Regions from separate parts of the Sus scrofa genome. Here region 1 is linked to region 2. A link is a contact called in public Hi-C data. All regions are on one chromosome and are shown on one strand. Each heading gives the region's core, a stretch centred on a gene start, on an enhancer-like site or on the middle of the called end of the contact. The rest is flanking DNA. Distances are from core to core; before and after follow the strand shown.

The links. Hi-C and Micro-C count contacts between places; a contact is called where the count stands out from the background.
Region 1: a contact with region 2 is called in a Hi-C map of liver, with 1.6 times the contacts expected there. The contact joins two enhancer-like sites. A contact is called at or near these places in 5 of 47 Hi-C or Micro-C datasets (embryonic fibroblasts, heart right ventricle, liver and 1 more) and 1 of 2 datasets of contacts at active chromatin or transcription factors (skeletal muscle).

The regions. Positions count from the first base shown.
Region 1 is chr4:42,643,999-42,648,599 of Sscrofa11.1, forward strand. No RefSeq gene overlaps it. Among named protein-coding and RNA genes, the nearest start is that of PDP1, 130 kb to the right of the region's middle. Within about 2 kb of position 1,398, at least 4 of the 83 cell types and tissues checked have an H3K27ac peak or open chromatin away from gene starts, as enhancers often do. A contact at or near this core is called in liver, where this site is marked.
Region 2 is chr4:42,397,349-42,401,730 of Sscrofa11.1, forward strand. No RefSeq gene overlaps it. Among named protein-coding and RNA genes, the nearest start is that of GEM, 59 kb to the right of the region's middle. Within about 2 kb of position 2,268, at least 1 of the 83 cell types and tissues checked has an H3K27ac peak or open chromatin away from gene starts, as enhancers often do. A contact at or near this core is called in liver, where this site is marked.

The DNA.
Region 1 (4,601 bases), core at 148-2,647, 250 kb after region 2:
AAGAAGGGTAGGTAAAAATTTCTGTGGAAGGAAAAAAAAATGATTTTTGTATTCATACTGTCCCTAATTTCTTACAAGCAGGTGATTCAGTCAAATGACTATTCTTATTCCATTTTATAGTCAAGGAAATTGAGGCACAAAAAAAGCTGATTGTACATCAGTTTCATTAGTCCCATCATCATCATCTTCACAATACTTTTGAGCACTTGCTAAATGCTTGGGCTTGACGTTCATTTTCTCATTTAATGTTCACAGTAACTCCAAGGTTTAAAGAGATTCATTCATTCAGTGTTGAGCACCTCTTATTTACTAGGCGGCAGGAATGCAAGGATGACTAAAACGTAGTTCCTGCCTTGCAGAAGACATTGGAAGTAAAGGCAGAGCTGGGATTTGAACACAGCGCCATCTGGCTCCAGTGCTTGAATTTCTTGCTATGCTCAACATTTCTTCATTGACTTAGCATCAGGTTCTGGGCCAGGTGACATGGCCAGGAAGTCACCAGGGCATGAAAAGGCTGGGACTTGACCCCAGATCTCCCATAACAGCCCAGTTTTCTTCTTCTTACACCACTGCCGTCCTTGTGAGCCCAAATAGGGCAAACCCCAAGAGAAAGACTAAATAGGGTTGGGGAGTGTGATCTCACCTAGTTCAGAGGCACCCCCACAATGGGCAAGCCTTTCCAGATCTGACTAAGTGCCTACTGGCCACATCCCCTTCCCACTGCTGGAAAGAATCACCCACTTTATGTCTCATCCTTTGCTTCTATTTCCTTCCTGGGCTGCCCGCAAGACGCCAGGGACTTAGCGTAGGCTTTTATTTATTCTTGTCTCCTTGAGGTTTTGCTTATGTGTACTTTCCAGTTTCCAAAATGCTGAAAGATATATTGTCTTTTTTTTTTCTTCCAGGCAGTTTATTGCAGAGCTATTCACAGAATAACTCATTTTTAAAAGAGATTGCTACAAGTGTAGCACGCACTTAAATTTAGGGCTGTCCTTGTTGTGCCATTAGAGCCATCAGTCTTGACCTCTGGGATTTGTCTCACCTAATGAAGGTTGCAGCAAATATGATTTTTGCCTGAATTTCTACATTTTTAGGAGGAGGTTTAGGATTGTTTAAATAGAGATTAAATCCATTTAATTGAGCAAGCATTTTAAGGTCCAGTGAAGTGTAACCATCAATAATGGGATCTCCCAGGTTGGAGGCCAAGGGGACAGCCAGGATGAATGAGGTAGTCTGTGCCCTCTGGGAGACTTTGGTTTAATTGAAAGGGAGGCTGATGGAGAGCAGGGGTCAGCGAACTTTTTCTGAAAAGAGTCAGAGAGTAAATGTTAGGCCCATAGAGTCTCTGTCACAGCTACCCAACACTGCCTCTGCAGCATGAGAACAGCCATAGACAAGAGTAAACAAATGGGAGTGGCTATGTTCCAATAAAGTAAAACTTTATTTACTAAAACAAGCAGTGGGCCAGATTTGGCCCAATGGCCATAGTTTGCTGACTCCTGGTTTGGAGCAAGGTCTCTGCCATCAGATTGCCCATTTTTCAGCCCCCCTGCCCTAACAGTGGGACTTTGGGCAATCTGCTTAATTCCTCCAGGTCTTGGATATCTTACCTCTAAGGGGGAACGGGAATAAAAGCTGCCTCATGGGATTGTTCTAAAATTGAATGGGATAGAGCTTACTTAGGGCGACGACCAGCTCCTGGTAAGAACTCAATAAATGTTTATTACTACTAAGCCAGGAGCCCAGTTAGAAACCTCCTTCTCTAGTGAGGACACATAGCCGCAATGACAGTAGAGAAAGGAGACTTTAAATCATAAAGCGTTGTAAAGAAATTCTCTTCGAAGTGAAAGGCTTACACAAGGCCTTCGTGAAGAGGTGAGGATCAGAGAGACTTCTGAGGGTTTTTTTCTGACCTCCCCATGCCCTCCTTACAAAGGTGCTTGGCTTTTGCTCTGCTCTCATCATGTCTTGGGCAAGTAGGGTCTTTGGAGGTTCCTTGGAGGTAACCACGGGTCAACATCTGTCCCACCATCGTTGGGAGCCCCTCATGCTGAGATTCCAGACCTGGGCTGGAATTGAGGGCTGGGCTCAATGCTAGATGATTAGTAAGTATTTTTTTCTGTATATTTTTCAGCAGCTAGGTAAAGAAACAGCTCTGCTGTAACAGCCCTGAGTCCCATAAAGCCAGTCAAGTTTCCAAGGAGGTTTAGAGGGTCCCTCCCCAAATGCTAGTAAGCCTCTTTCATTTCACTGCAGTTCCTAAGCTAAGTCTTCACCATTCCCTGAATGTCTGTTTTCTTTATTTCTAAAAGTCAAGGAGTGATCCTGTAATGCTAACAGAATGTTCTGGAATAACCCATCGACCTCTGATTATTAAACAAATAACCTTCTCTTGCTCACAGAAATGAAAAACAAGTTAAAATGCCAAAATCGAACAAGCTGAGCAGAGCCATTCTGTGGTGGATGGAGGCAGTGCCACTGTGCAGAGACCCAGATAAACAAAGCGAGTGCAAGCCAGACAGCCAGCTTTCCATCACACACCTGGTAGACATTCTCCTGCGCCTTCCTGGCACAGCCTGGAAGAGTGGTGCCAAATGGGGACATGGCTGGCATCCACCTCAATTCTAACAGACGCAGATCAATGGACCTGGCACCTGGTTCATCTTTATTTGAATTGCTTTTGAAAAGCCAGGATGGGAAAGCCAACAGGCTCTGCAACACAATGTGCTATTGGCCTTGGCCAAAGACAGGTCATCTGTCTGTCTCTCTGCTGTGGTGAGTCATTCTCAACAGGAGGAGGCGGGAGGGGGCAGGGGGTCTTTTACAAAGAGTGCCGAGGAACTGGCCCACCGCAGCCAGTGCTGTGTGCAAACTGAGCATTGTTGCCCACCTCTCTCTGAGCCACAGAGTCAGGAATCGAGCAGAAGGGAAGAATGGGGACCTGGGAGAGGAAGAACAAAACCAACACATATCGATGCCCGGGCAAGCAGAGCGACACGATCACGTGACATTCCTACAGAAAGCCGGGGTCCTCCATGCCAGAGCACATCTTTACCCTGGATCCCAGGGACGGAGTCTTCCCAATCTCTACAAACCTCCAAGAGATTCTGTCACTGCCTCACACTGTCCCTAAGCTCCATCAGCACTGGCTATGCGGGGTTTTCTCAAATTCAACATTCTCTCTTTGCCGCAGAAACTTGACACAGGCTATGCCCTCTATCTGGAACTCTCTTCTTCTCTTCAATTCCCTCCCTCCAGGCTTTTATCTCAATAACTCAGTATTTAGATCTCATTTCACGTTATCAGGAAAGCTTTACCTAACCCCGCAGAGCAAGTATCCTAGAGTTACCAGCTGCCTTTCTCCTCTTTGAACCTCTTGCCTCGATTTATAATCACATGTCTCTTAGGGGCAAGTAAGTAGTTGATGCAGTGAAGGCGTCAACTCCATCGTTAGCAGAGTTCCTGGCTCTAGAGCTGAACTACTAGGATTTAAATCTTATCTCCATCACCTACCAGCTGTAGGACAAGGGCAAATCACTACATCTCTCTCAGCCTCAGTTTCTGCATCTGTAAAATGGGCATTAGAATGGTATCATCGTAGTGTCGTTGGGACTCAAGTGCACTGCTGAGGTGCCAGTGCTGCTGCTTCTCCTTGGTGTTGACACCTGCTAGGACTTGTGCCTTCACATACGCAGTGGGACCTCAGCCATAACCACTCTTTTCTTCTTGTTTTGACCAATGGGTTTTGCCATCATATTGCTTCGTTTCTGCCTGGAGTCCATGAGTTTTCTCTTTGACTTCCTGACACTGTTTCCAGCCCCGAAGCTAACAGGCACATCACCAGCCCTGACCCTCATCCAGGTTGGGACCACCACTCTGGAAAGGGGGGTGGAGGCAAGATGACAGCAAGGTGGATTTGGACAGCCCCAGCTCTCATCTGGAGCCACCACCATCTATAGGCTGGGTGTCAGTGAGGGGTGGAGGTGACAAGCAGATCAATTCTGAGCCTCTCCAAAAATCTGCCATTGTGGAATCTCAGTCACATTTTCCCGCACTCGCACCCCTGACCTGGGCAACCCCGTCAGTGCTCCCCTCCCTCTTGGCCTGAAAACAGCACTGGGAAGAATTATGTTGGGGGAGTTTTCCATTACTTTTCTAATACGCTATGATTACACCTATGTTTAGATTCCTATTTTATCTTAAATTAGTTTTAACTATAAAAGCAATATAAATGCACATGGTCCAAAACTGATCCAAAGCATAGATAAGTTATTAAAAAGCTTTATTGCTGCTCTGGACTGCTGTGAATAAAGAGGTTTAATAAAAAAAATTAAAAATAAATAAAGAAAATAAAAAGCTCTCCTCCAACTTACGTATACGTCATAGCCCAGCCCCTTCTGGGGGGGAGGGTGGTATCCTCACCCTATTGTGTGTCCTTCTAGAAAAGTGTTTGTCACATATGCAATTTATTCAAAAATACGCATTATGCGTCCCTTTCTACACAATTGATATACATATTGTCCTGCACAAGAGCACTTCTTTTTCTTTTTTTTTTTAGGGCCACACCTACGGCACATGGAGGTTCCCAGGCTAGGGGTCAA
Region 2 (4,382 bases), core at 1,018-3,517:
TTAGGAGATCTCATGTAACTGCTCTGTTTAGGCAAATTCAATCAGTGACCTACAACTCAACACAAGCCTAGGGCATCCTTGGGCCCCTGGTTATGACTTAACACCTTTTTAAGGAGTGGACAAGCCATTTGCAGCAACATAGATGGACCTAGAGAATATTGTGTTTAGTGAAATAAGTGAGACAGAAAAAGACAGTGTGATATTTACATGCGGAATCTAAAAAATAATACAGATGAATTTATATGCAAAACAGAAACAGACTCACAGACAGAAAACAAACTAGTGGTTACCAGAGGTGAAAGGAAGAGGGTGGGGACAAAATTGGAATATGGGATTAAGAGATACAAATTACTATGTATAAAATAGATAAGCAGCAAGAACAAATATATAGGAAAGGAGTTCCTGTCATGTCTCAGCCATTAACAAACCCGACTAGCATCCATGAGGATGAGGGTTCAATTTCAGGTTAAGGATCCGGTGTTGCCCTGGGCTGTGGTGTAGGTCGCAGATGTGGCCTGGATCCTGCATTGCTGTGGCTTTGGTGTGGGCTGGCGGCTACAGCTCTGATTGGACCCCTGGCCTCGGAACCTCTGTGTGCCATGGGTGCAGCCCTAGAAAGACAAAAAAAAAAAAAAAAAAAAAAAAAGAGAGAGAATAAATATATATATAGCACAGTAATTCTGTACTATACTTATAGTATAGCCCAGGGAATTATAGTCATTATCTGCAATAATTTTTAAACTTTTAATGGAATAAAATCTGTGAAAATACTGAATCACTGTGCTGTATACCTAAAACTAATGTAATATGTCAACTATACTTAAATTTAAAAAATTTTTTTATTAAAGTATAGTTGACTTACAATGTTTCTTCAAGTTCTGTTGTATAACAAAGTGACCCAATCACACACAGTTCCTTGTGCTGTACAGTATGGCCCATTGTGCATCCATTCCAAATATAACAGTTGCATCCAAAAAACCCCCCAAATTCCCATCCATCCCACTCACTCCCTCTTCTCTCATGGGAACCCCAAGTCTGCTCTGCTTGGCCATGATCTGTTTCTGTTTTTGTTTTAGATAGGATCATCTATTCCATATTTTAGATCCCACAAATAAATTATATAGTAATTGTCTTTTTCTTTCTGGATTACTTCACTTAGTATGAAGTAAGTACTAGTACTAGTTTCATCCATGTTGCTGCAAATGGCATCAGTTTGTCTTTTTATGGCTGAGTAATATTCCACTGTATATATGTACCACATCTTAATTCATTCATCTGTTGATGGACATTTGGGTTGTTTCCATGTCTTGGCTATTGTGAATAGTGCATAATGAACATAGGGGTGCTTGTATCTTTTTCAATGAAAGTTTTGTCCAGATATATGCCCAGGAGTGAGATTGCTGGATCATATGGTAGTTCTATATTTAGTTTTCTGAGGTACCTCCATACTGTTTTCCACAGTGGTTGTACCAATTTACATTCCCACCAACAGTGTAAGAGGGGTACCTTTTTCTCCACACCCTCTTCAGCATTTGCTATTTGTAGACTTACTAATGATGGCTGTTCTGACTGGTGTGAGGTGGCACCTCATTGTAGTTTTCATTTGCATTCTTTTATTCTTTTACATGTAGCTGTCCAGTTTTCCCAGCACCATTTATTGAAGAGACTGTCTTTCTTCCACTGTATGTACTTGCCTCATTTGTTATAGATTAGTTGACCATGGTGCTTAGGTTTATTTCTGGGCTTTCTATCCTGTTCCATTGATCTATATTTCTGTTTTTGTGCCGGTACCATATTGTTTTGATGACCATAAATTTTTAGTGTTGTCTAAAGTCAGAAAGCTTGATTCTCCCATTTTCATTTTTCTTTTTCAATATTGCTTTGGCTAGTCAGGGTCTCTTGCATTTCTGTATAAATTTTAAAATATTCTGTTCTAGTTCTACGAAGAATGTCCTTTTTAATTTGTTAGAGATTGCATTGAATCTGTAGATTTCCTGGGGCAGTATAGTCATTTTGACAATATTGATTATTCCAATCCAAGAGCATCGTATATCTTTCCAAATGTTTGTGTTGTCTTTGATTTCTTTCATCACATCTTATAGTTTTCAGAGTATAGGTCTTTTGTCTCTTTAGGTAATATACTTTATTTTTTTAAAAACTGGACAAGCAAAGGGCAGCAGAACAGATAATTACAAACAAACTCTAGGAGCCAAGAGTCAATGACCATGCACAGGTCAGCGTCCAGGAGGAGCCAGCAGGCAAAGAGAGCAGAGCCTTTTGTTACCCTGGGAGAAAGCTGGTCTCTGTAGACTCAGGTTGGACTTAGTGTTTGTGTATAGTTCTACATTGGCTGACAAAACTCATGTTTTCACAAGTTTTCATCTACTTTGGCTAATATTGGGGTGCTAGTCATAGAAATGTTAGCAGACATGAGATGATGAAGTTATTTTCTGGAGATTTAAACAATTTTAATCCTCTAGTCCCTTCCCTTCCACTTCTATCCTCTCCATAAGTGTAATAAAGTTAACAGACCTGCTAAAACTGTGTATGTAGCTTTTATGTGAGTAATTCTGATTACAGACCCAAAGTAATGAAGTTGAAATGTCATGGTAAGTTTTGGATTTAAGAATAATGGGAAACTTATGACAATAAATACACAATTTAAGTCAATGATCTCCAAACATTTTTTATTATGAAAATTGTAATTCCATCACAGTTTTGGGGTTTGCCTTCCAATATATAGAATTTATTTCTATTCTATGTACATTTGCTTTTGTGCTAATTGAATTGAAATTCTATTTTTTCCCCCCCAGTACCCCAATGGATCAACTTGGGGTAAAATTTAAAAAAAATTTACAATGTCATGCCAGTTTCTGTTATATAGCAAAGTGACTCAGTCATATATATATATACATATATATATATATATATGTATATATATATATACTTTTAATATCTTTCCCATCATGATCTGTCCCAGGACATATTTCCCTGTGCTATACAGTAGGACCTTGTTTGTTATCCATTCTAAATGTAATACTTTGCATCTACTAATCCCAAACTCTCCTTCAATCCCACTCCCTCCCTCTCCCCCTTGGCTACTACCAGTCTGTTTTCCATGTCTGTGAGTCTGTTTCTGTTCTGTAGACAGGTTCATTTGTGTCATATTTTAGATTCTACATATGATATCATATGGTATTTGTCTTTCTCTTTCTGACTTCACTTTGTATGAGAATCTATAGCTACATCTTGTGTACTTTCTGAGATGCATGAATCTCCAGCCTCCCACCCCAACTCCTATAATTACATCAATGTCACATAATGGTTTAAATAGTTACTTCACTTGTTTAAAGAAAGAGGTTTAAAAAATATTCTCTTGGAGTTCCCATCATGGCTCAGCATTTAATGAACCCGAGGACATGGGTTCAATCCCTGGCCTGGCTCAGTGGTTTAAAGATCTGGTGTTGCTGTGAGCTGTGGTGTAGGTCGCAGATGTGGCTCAGATCCAGTGTTGCTGTGGCTATGGCGTAGGCCAGCAGCTGTAGCTCTGATTGACCCCTAGCCTGGGAATCTCTATATGCTGCGGATGTGGCCCTAAAAAGACATACACACAAAGAATTTAAATTCTCTTAATTCTAGTCACAAGGGAGGAAATGATCTATACTTTTCAGAATTTAAACTTTGTTGGCAGTATTGTGCTTTCTGAACCTACCTTTATTTAATCAAACCAATAAATAAGGTCTCGGGAAACAGCATGAATGGAATAGGGAGCTTTTGGGAGGTGGCGCAGGACAAGAAGTCAGGGACAAAGGGGAAATTCTTTTTTAATTTAATTTTTTTATTGTGTATGTTGGTGTGCCAGGAACAAGGGACACCAAATTATCCAAATTTTAGCAGAAATTGTCTCACTTCTTAAATTGTTTATAAAACTCTTAGTAACTTAAGAGAGATTTTTCTTTTTGTAAGAAAGAACAAGATAGCCCCAACTATGCAAAAATTAGCTTAATCCATAGGAGAGGGAACAATTGGTAGAAACAGAATTACTATCTCCAATCTGATCAATGAATATTAATTGAATACCCATTCTGGGCTAGGCTTTCTTTAAAAATTTTTTTATGGCCGAACCCATAGCATATGGAAATTCCCAGGCTAGGGGGTCGAATCAAAGCTGAGCCACAACAGGAACTCCCAGGCTTTTTTATATATGTGATCTCATTCAGTGTTCTCAGGAATTCTGTAAGATAGACATTGTTATCACTCTTTTACATGGCTCCCATGTTGCTGTGGCTGTGCCGTAGGCGGGCAGCTACGGCTCTGATTTGACCCCCTAGCCTGGGGACTTCCATATACCACAGGTGTAGCCATAAAAAACTTAATTAAAA